Regions from separate parts of the Capsicum annuum genome. Here regions 2 and 3 are each linked to region 1. Evidence: chromatin contacts called from public Hi-C data. All regions are on one chromosome and are shown on one strand. The core of a region is the stretch at or near the end of the contact, and the rest is flanking DNA. Distances in the headings are between cores, read along the strand shown.

What was found. Hi-C and Micro-C count contacts between places; a contact is called where the count stands out from the background.
Region 2: a contact with region 1 is called in a Hi-C map of bud, with 4 times the contacts expected there. The contact joins the enhancer-like site here to the promoter of LOC107855041 in region 1. A contact is called at or near these places in 2 of 5 Hi-C or Micro-C datasets (bud and leaf).
Region 3: a Hi-C map of leaf shows a contact between it and region 1, with 2.3 times the contacts expected there. The contact joins the promoter of LOC107855034 here to the promoter of LOC107855041 in region 1. A contact is called at or near these places in 2 of 5 Hi-C or Micro-C datasets (leaf and placenta).

The regions. Positions count from the first base shown.
Region 1 is chr7:204,302,736-204,306,114 of UCD10Xv1.1, reverse strand. LOC107855041 reads left to right here and starts at 1,505. Exons shown (of 8, transcript XM_016700031.2): 1 at 1,505-1,843. The coding sequence starts at 1,532.
Region 2 is chr7:204,488,908-204,492,286 of UCD10Xv1.1, reverse strand. It overlaps LOC107855032 (pentatricopeptide repeat-containing protein At2g20710, mitochondrial), which reads left to right. Exons shown (of 2, transcript XM_016700015.2): 2 at 234-1,707. The coding sequence ends at 1,421. Among protein-coding and RNA genes, the nearest start is that of LOC107855032, 11 kb to the left of the region's middle. Within about 2 kb of position 1,701, at least 4 of the 5 cell types and tissues checked have an H3K27ac peak or open chromatin away from gene starts, as enhancers often do. A contact at or near this core is called in bud and leaf, where this site is marked.
Region 3 is chr7:204,461,652-204,465,030 of UCD10Xv1.1, reverse strand. LOC107855034 (E3 ubiquitin-protein ligase RMA1H1) reads right to left here and starts at 1,613. Exons shown (of 2, transcript NM_001324710.1): 1 at 1,532-1,613.

The DNA of each region.
Region 1 (3,379 bases), core at 256-2,755:
AATGTGTATTATTAGAGATGTGTTCTTTTTTTCCTTCACTAGATTTTTTTTTCACCAGATTTTTTCTAGTAAGGTTTTAACGTGGCTCATTATCTATCAATTAGATATTCAAGGGGGAGTGTTATAAATGTATTTACATTATAGTGAATGTCTATCAAAAATATTAATAAGATCTATCAAGATCTAATTGATATCTATCAGGATTTGAGATATTTGTCTTCTAGTGAGAAACTAGGAGTAAATTTTCCTATAAATAAAGGGATTTTATTCATTGTAAATCATACTCAAGGATCGAAGACTCCTCAAGAGAAATAAGAATTACTCTCTCTTCCCTCTCTACTCTTCTTTATTCTTTATATTTCATAACAATAATAACTAAATAGAAGAAGAAGCGGGAGAAGTAAAAGCGCCAAAGTAGTTTTGTACATTTTAATTTACATGACATTATTTGACTTGACATAAAATTTATATATATATATATATATATATATATACACACACCATTCATTTAAAAAAGAATAATCTCTTTTCTTTTTTTATAATAATTTAATTTCAATTTTTCACGTGACATGTTTAAAACCACAAGATTAAAGGATATTTTGTAATATTTGACATAACTTTAACTTAGGATCACAAGATTCAAAAGTCTTATGGAGTATTTATTTTTTTAAAATTCCTGGCAAGTCAAACTAGATCATTCTTTTGAAATATTTTCTAATTATAAAAAATTAATATTAACAAACTGAAACAAAATGTGTCACATAAATTAAGAAACAAAATGTGTCACATAAATTAACACAGATGAAGTAATATTTTGAGTGCTACTAACTACATTTAAGTTGAGGCAACCAAATGAGTTGTCCCGTGAAATTTTTCTCTATAATTTTTGTTGGGCTAATATTCATTTATAGGTTGAGCTAATGGGTTAAGTTTAAAAATGACACTAAGATGGACGATCTTGATATTTTATTTCCCATAAAAAAAGTTAAAAATAACTTTCATAAAGGGTGATTTTGATTTTTTTTTACCTCACTTAATAGCTCTTGTTCAGAAGGCAGGTATTCTAAATCTTGCTAATAAGGCTAACGTTTCATGACATTTTAAAACAATAAACATACATAATTGATCAGAATTCTGCCTTATAGGTCAAAAATTAGAACTTAGATATGTTTTCATAAAGGCAAACATTTCTAACACTTTCCCATAAAACAGAGGTTCATGACATTTCAAAATAATGAGCTTGCACAATTATCCAGAACTTCTACTTTATAGGTAAACATTAGAACTTATTTAACTGGAACAAAAATTCAATACCACACACTTTGAAAGATAAAAATTCAAGATTCAGACATTTGGGGGATAAAAATTCAAGACCAGCCACCTTAGGGATCCTTTCCTATGGGCTAATTGCACCATATCTATGTAACAAAGCCCAATAAGGTTAGTAAGCCCAAAATGGTACATATGAGCTTTTTCAAAGAATCTAAAACAAAGTGGGCTTAATTAGATTTAATGAAAAATCCCCCAAACAATGTTGGTTATTCCATCAAGACCCTTGAGCTTCATTAGCTCCTTCAATTTTCCCCTTCAACAATTCTGCAGCAAAACCATTATTACTTGTATGGACTCCTCAATAACAAATTCAGCTGCAAATAATTGTTCAAGAGAACCCAACAAAGTAGTAAGCAGTGGAGAAGTTGGAATTAGTGTTGAAGAATGGAGGGGTTGGGGGCCAACATCAACTGTACCTTCAATGGTTACTCAAGTAATTGTGGATTTGAATCTTTTAGAAGAAAATGTTGATGCCCATATGGTCTTTCGTGGCAATCATGGAAAACTCTCGGTAAAAGTTTTGATTTTTCTTGTTCATTCTTCCTTCCTTTATGATTGTTTTCTTTTATGACTGTTAGATTTTGGTTTATGGAAGTTGTGCTTGTACATTGTGCATTCTTGTTTCAGATTAATTGTATTGCTACTTTCAGACACTTAAGAGCAGGATATTTAGAATGATTATATTTAAGGATTTGGATTCTTTGGTGAAAACATTAAAAAAGAGGTTGCTTATGTTTCTTGATTCCACTCAAAAGACAGGTTCTTTTTAAAATTTGAATGTACCTAGCTAAAGGGTATATGCGGGTGCAGTGGCAGAGCCTCAATTTTCATTGAGGGGCTCAGAAGCAAACATATGGACTAGCCGAAGGGGTTTAATATCTACTATATACATAAAGAATATTTTTAACCATGTAAAAATAGTATAATTTTCTGTCGAATGGGGGTTTGGATGAACCCCTGGATGAAAGGTGGCTCCGCCCTATGCAGGCGGTTGAATTTGTTGTTTTGCTGGTCTGCTGAGGAAAAGACAAATGGTATTTGGAGGAAAGGCATGATTTTAGTCCTGATGAAGTGTAGAATGGGGTTGTCTTTCCTTTGGGCCAGAGAGACAATCCAAATAGTAGTTGGTGTCCATTATTTGATTAAGCACTACATGGTCTGCTAGTCGCGTTAAACCATGTTTTAAAGCCAAATTACAATGGCTTCTCTGTGTTAGAAAAGAGGCAATCTTAATTCTCAGTTGTGAATTTGTTGATGGGTTACTCAACAACAACAACAAACCTAATGTAGTCCTAAAAGTGGGGTTTGGGGAGGATAGAGTGGTTGCAGACCCTCGGCTCAAGTAGCGAACATCAGAGCAGCTAAAAAAAGATATTGAAGTAAAGAGGAAAAAGAAGATAAAACGTAACATAGTATTCAAAAGAAGAGCAATAACCCTAGCCAATCGATGTGATAACTACGAACCAAATGCTGCTATTACTGGTGTAAACAGGGAAACAGCTGCAATGCATCAACCTGACCTGCTCGGAAACGAGACAATGCTCGCAGACAAGTAATTAGGGCCAGTGAAATTTTTTTCATCAATGCTAAACATAGGAACACTGAATGTAACTAATGAACTTACTGTTATATGTCGTTTGTAGAATTGCTTCCTATGGATCCTTTATTCAGTAGTAGTTGTACTGGTTGATTCAAGATGAGATTATCAAATTGCCTGAACCAAACCGTTGCCATATTTTTCGACACCATTAATCAACCTCAACTATTTGTGCCTCAATCCCAAACCTATTTGAGACAGTTATATGAATCCTCTAAACCCATTATGCTTTATTCAGGTCTATTTCATTCTAGGTATTAAAATCTATTCATGTCTGTTTAATTTCAATACTATACAACAGGATAGTTAGTTTGTCTAAATCGTACACTTATACAACAGGGTTAACTAAGTTCATCCCTCTACTCTATATATACAAGTGTTGGTATTTGTTCGCTAAAACTGGTATCACTTGTAGAGATCCTATGCTTTCATTATGTTCTGTGATTTTGT
Region 2 (3,379 bases), core at 452-2,951, 190 kb before region 1:
TATATTGGCGTAACGGGTGAATTTGCTAGTCAACCAGGTCTGGAAGTGGATCTTGAAACTATACATGAACCAAATTATTATCCCTCCATTCAACACGACTTTTCTTTTTTTCCCTTTACCGAGTGTTATCAAAAGCAAAAAGCGCAAGAAAGTCTTAAGGTCTATTGGGGCTTTAAGCGCAAATTAAGAGTGGGCTTATAAAATTTCAATTTCTGCTTCTTATAAAATCACAGATGTATGAGTGGATTAAGAAGTCCAAGGATTTTGATTTATTGCCTAGAGATTTTGCAGTCGAACTGGATTTAGTATCAAAAGCCCATGGTCTGAAAGCCGCAGAGTCATATTTCAGTAGCATTCCAGATGATTTAAGAACCTTCCAGGTATATGGCGCTCTCTTGAACTGCTATGCTGATGCAAACATCTTAAAAAAAGCAGAAGATACCATGCAAAAGCTGAAGGAGCTGGGTTATGCTGGCACAGTGGCTTACAATGTTATGATGACCCTTTATGCTAAATTGGGATATGTTGAGAAGGTGCAGTCACTTTTGCTAGAGATGGAAGACAATGGAGTTTCTGGTAATTTGATTTCCTACAATATCCTCTTAAATGCATATGCATCTGCTCCCGATGTTACGGAGATGGAGAAGGTTCTAATGAAAATGGAAGCTGATCCTCTGCTGATTAGTTGGAGTCCTTACACAGTTGCTGCCAAGGGTTACCTGAAAGCTGGTGATACAGAAAAGGCTCATGACTCATTGAAGAAATGCGAACATCTACTCAAGGGGAGAAAAGCAAGACTTGCTATTGACATGCTTATTACTCTCTATACTAGTATGGGAAAGAAAGATGATCTCTATCGTATATGGGAAAAATATAAGAGAATAGTTAAGTATAACAATTCAAGTTATCTTTGTATGATAAGGGGCCTAGAAAAGTTGGATGATCTTGACGGTGCAGAGAAGATATTTGCTGACTGGGAAGCAAGCAAGGTACGCTTTGATATTCGAATTCCGAACTTGCTAATAAGTGCTTACTGCAAAAAGGGTCATATGGAAAAGGCGAGATCAATCATAGAGAAACTCGTGGAGAGTGGAAAGCATCCAAATGGGAGCACATGGAGTCGTCTGGCACTCGGTTATTGTGTACAAAATGACATGAAGAAGGCAGTGGAGACGATGAAGAAAGCAATCTTGGCTAGTAAGCCGGGGTGGAAGCCACACTTCCACTGTTTGGCTTCCTGTGTGAAGTACTTGCAATCAAAAGGAGATACTCAAGGTGAAGAAGAGCTTAAAGATTTACTTAGGGTGCGAGGTCTCTTCTCAGAAGGAGTTGAGAGGAGTTTGAATAAGTATGTTGAAGTTGGAAATCACAAGTATAAGGCACTTGATGAAACAGACCTTGAGGAGACTAGCTCACAATAGTAGGTAAAAACTAAAGTTCAGGGTTTTCAATTGCTAAATCTAAATGGACGTAACCTTTTTGGGGTCTTCATTTGTTTTCATCTTTTCTTGGTTTGCTAAGTAAGAGGATCGTGATCTCTGACTCTCTTATATAGTGGCATACGTGGTAGTAAGAAATAGCGTTTAGTGGTCATTTTTCGGTCCTGTGTCTCAAAATAGCCATTTTTCAGTCTCTTGTAGAATTTGAAACTCCACGACTATGGTTTTTTTTTTCAATTACATAGGCTGAAAGGGGTCTATTTGCGAATTTTACCGGCTTGCAGCTAAGTACAACTTTTAAGTTAACCCCGAATTGACGGCCTGGGCACTGTGTATCTTGACCCAAACAACCTTATAAAGGTCCCCTTCGTTGCTTTTACATGTAATATTTTTCTTTTGGTGTGGATTCATGCTACATAATAGGACTTTACTAAAAATTGACTTAACTGAAAAATCTAATCAGAAGAATGTTACTATTTTGTTGATATCTGTTATTGAATTAATCGAATCGATCGATCAACACGCTACTACATTCACCCCTTGGATGGAAAAACTACCTTTTTCCCTTTTGAATTGGCAGTATCGATAAATGAAACCCTAAAAAAGGCTGCAAATGTGTGGGGACTTTGGGATGCATGATTTTTGCAAGGCATATTAGATATATTAAAACCAAAAATGCACTTTGCATTTTACGGGGAATAACATTTGTCTTCGACTTGTGCTTGTAGATTTGACTCCAAATTAAAAATGACACTTCTTCTCTCCATGTTTATTTATCGTGCTTATTTCTTAAAAAGCAATAAATGGGACGATAATCTTATTATAGTATCAATCTTAATTATTATGAGTCATTTAATATTGAGAAATGCTATCTATTTGGCCATCAATTTTTAATATAGAGCAAATAAAAGTAGATGGAGGGAGCATGATGCAATAAAATCATTTCATTTATTTTTATTTATTCATTATGTCAAAATTAAATTTTCACTTTTACTTTAATATATCAATAGATATCTCTTTTTCATATTTTATTCTTAACATTAATTACTTATTTTCAAGTCATTCTTCAAGACATAATAAGCATACTAAATATTAATTAATATGGGCATGATAAATAAATTCTCATATCAATCATATTTCTTAAGAAACATATAAAGCTTAAAGCAAACAACTAAATTTAATGGAGTGAGTACGCCCTAACAATAGCAATATTCACATAGTGACTATGTAGTCGTTTGACCATGAAAATTGTTTTCTTTTTTCCAAAAAATTTGTTGGACAGTAAAATTCTCGAGACCAAAAAAATAAATAATCAAAACAAGAAAAATACTGCAACAATCAATTTATTGATTTCAATGTGAGTGTTACAATTTCTATGAATCTTCTGATTCGCCTTTTCAAATATAAATTTAAGGGCTTAAAGCTTGATCTTGAATTTGAACTTGATTTGTTGATTTGATGGACGTGATCTTGACTTGTGCTTGAATTCAAAGGATTTCGAGCTTGTTCTTGAATCTAGCGGTCTTGATCTTGACTTGTGCTTGAATTCAAGGGCTTTTGAGCTTGTTCTTGAATCTTGTCGTCTTGATTTTTAATCTTGATGAACTGGATTTGAATGCTTGAGCTTTGTAGAGAAATTGCGGCGTTTGATCCACGAGCTTTCTCTTGCCTCTTGTTGGAGTTCTTGGTTCATTTTTTGAATTATGAGACCCCTATTTATAGTTGTGGAAAGGGAAGAGTCATGACTCATGATGAAAATGAACTTTCTTTGACCAATAATATTCAAGTGACGTGACGCCTTTTATGGGCTTTTGATTTCACTAGGCCTGTTGCATCATTTTGATATGTGGCATGGTCCTATTGGTTCATTCACTTGACTTGGCATACCACGTCATTAGACACGTGGCACTCATTTTGGACCTCTAAAATAAGATAACATT
Region 3 (3,379 bases), core at 364-2,863, 160 kb before region 1:
AATAGGTAAACCAACTTGAGTTAAGGCTTCATTATCAAAGTAAGTACACCAAGAAATAATGAAAGGGAAGTACTGCATTTACAATGGAAAATTACAACATGAGTCATAAAAAAATCATGATGTTGTTATCCACAGACTCTCAAAATAAAATATGGATTTCTGAGGAATAGCTTCATGGCATAATATGGTTCTACCAGAAAGAATTTAACTTAGCCTGATCTATGTGATCGGAAACGAAAACTACAATCAGATCTATCTACAATAGCCACACTTTATAATAGCATTTCACTATAACAACCAAGTTTTCTTTGGAACCGGTTGCTTATGTCTCCTTCAAAATCTCAATAATAAGTGCCCTGCCTTTATGTAAGGATTCCAAAAATTGGGTCACTTGAGGATCTATAACCTCACAAAAAAGTACAAGGGAGGCTCGTATTATGACTTTTCAAGTTCAACAATGATAGATGTCTGGAAAAACAGAATCCATGAACTAGTTTTAGGCTACTATGCTCTTGACTCTCCAAAAATACCACCAGGTGCATGTTGGATCCTCCAAAAGTTGTTTATTTTTAAGGATCCAACACGGGTGTGGCACCACTTTTGAAATTTGAAGAGCCGGAGAAACATTTGTTTTAGGTAATTTTAAAGGGAACTATAGGAATCAAAGAAACTACTGAGCTGCAGGTTTGAAGAAAGGCATTCAGGAACATGTTAAAACTATCGTTCTTTTGGTTTTCTTTTACCCCTTTTTACCCAACACCAGAGAGGAACAACCTTTTGTCCCTACAACTATAAAAGAGAACAACCTAGCTTTATCCAAAACCAGGCATTAATCTTCACTAAGGCACATCAAAATATAACAAGTAAACTCACGAAGAACCTAAGGAGATCAAATCTCCACTATATATATACCTAGTAAATAATTTTAACCTTATATATACAGTACAATTTTACCAACCCCTTGCATCCCCTACCTCCACCTCTGGCCTATATAGCCAAATTACCATTCCAACTTGTATTTCTAGACAAAAGCTTTTATTTCTTCAAGAAACTGACTTTCACGTTCATCCAAATTCACAATCCATCCCACAAAATCCCATCAAACCAAACAACCACCAACAACGCGAATCACAATTTTCATTAAGGAGTTCAAATTATATAGAAGCAACCACAAGAAGTCAGAAAAAGTTTCAACATCTATTATATAATATAGATTAAAAAAAGATCCAAAAGATAATTTAATCTATAAGTAGTATAATTTTCTATCGAGCCTACCTAGCTCCGCCCCTGCCACCATCCACCCTATCAAAAAGAGGAAAAAAACAACACTACAAACTCCACTAAAAAAAATGCAGTAACATGATGTTTCTAACACAAAGTACTTCAAAAAATAAAGATCTGAACTTAACCTCAAACACAGGTGTGTGGGGTGGTGGTGGTGGGGGGGGGGGTTACCCTTTATCAACTAATATCAACAAAAACTCAAAAAGAAACAGATATAGAGACTCAAAGAATGAAAAAAGAAACATACCCAAGTAGTATAATTGTATCAAGAACGTTTGTGAACTAACACACAAGTAAGATATTGAGTCTTTAGAAGGAGAAAAGCAAAGAATCCTTTGTGTTTGAAGAGGAGAGTAGATGGATAATGAGAAGTGGTTGTATGTTTTGGTTCTATATATACGGATAGTTTTAAGAATTACGCGCCTATACATATAATAATAAGGGGGCATATATCTATAGGATAATTAGAATGTAGTTTACTTATTAATTCATTAGGATAATTAAATGTTACTCGCTTTTGATGATAATTAAGGAGTATATATCTTAATGGAAACACAACGTGGGGCCCACATTTGTCCTTTCTCCGACGTGGCAGTTACGGGGGGTTTGCGTACGCCGTTTGTGTGACTCCGTTTTCTGTCTTTTGGATTTTCCCCATTCAGTAGTTTATGAGTTAAAAAGTTAAAAAGTTAAAAAGTTAAAAAGTTAAAAATTATAAATTAGTATTATTTTATTTTTGATTTTTGATTTATTTAAATATTTTTAAATCTAAGCATTTTTAAAATTTTTTAAATATCCTCAAAATTTTAAAAATACTTAAAAGTTAAAAATATTTAAAAATAAGTCAATTTAAATATCCACTTTGTCTCATTTTCTTTTTAACCTTTAAATTCTCCCTAGATTGACTATGTTGCATTCACAGAGTTGGCCAACCAAGAATTCTCACATTTACAAGTTAAAAGTTATAGAAATAAGGATGTTATGATGGATGTGTCGACATACTAGAAGCGATAGGATAATTAGAAATAAGGATATATGGACCAAGGTGAAAGTGACTTCGATAGAAGGTAAAATGCGAAAAACAAGATGACTAATATGGTTCGATATAGATTTACGGATGTTTCTGTGTGGAGGTGGTGTGAGAGGGATGACTATGGAGGGGTTCAGAAAAGGTAGAAGCAGACCGAAAAAAGTAGTGAGGAAAGATGTCAGACATAACAAAGTTTTAGTTTATCAAAGACACATGACCTTAGACAGGAAGTTGTGGATCACCAATTAAGATAGAAAAGTAGTAAGTAGTAGTATGTTGTCTTATTATTTGCCTTACTAGTAGTTGAATTGTATTACTCATGTAGTTTTTTATCTTTTGATTTCTGTTATTATTTTTCATGTCTTGCGCTTCGACTACCTAATTATTTTGTTGTGGTTACTTTGTGGAGATAATGCTTCTTAAAATATTTTGTGTGATGCAAAGAATATAAAAAAATAAATGTTTAGGAGGAGTTAAACATACACTCCTACGTTACAATAAAAATGATCATATCTTCGCAAAATGTAAATTTAATAACATTATAGTAATGACTCTTTAATGTCATTAATGTTCACCATCAATATCACCAAATTCATTTGTCCTTGTCGATTCCAATATGCTATATAAGAAATACCAAAAAAGAAGAAGTATACCATAAAAAGAAAGAAAAACATCTTCCTCCTTTTCTCTTCCTCTTGAATTATTTTGGCCAATTGATTTGGGTAACCTCCAAACTTTCATTCACGAGTGCACGTGTTTGGAAGTAGCTATAGAGCCTTGGGGAGCGACCGGCTAGAAAGATTTGCACCAGAGTCGGGCCGAAATAGCTTTCAAGGTAGTGGCTTACCACGACACAGTATTTATGACTATTTTATTATAATTATAAATTTTAGTTCGATATCAATATTGTAGTAATTTTTCCAACAATTTGAAAGTGATTTCCTTACATACAATATTGATAAATGACTATTTCTTTAAAAAAAACTTTTTTTGATTTGTCAAAACTTAAGTCACTGGACAGAAATAATTTCAAACGTTGGTCACAAAAACTTCTGATTTTCGTCG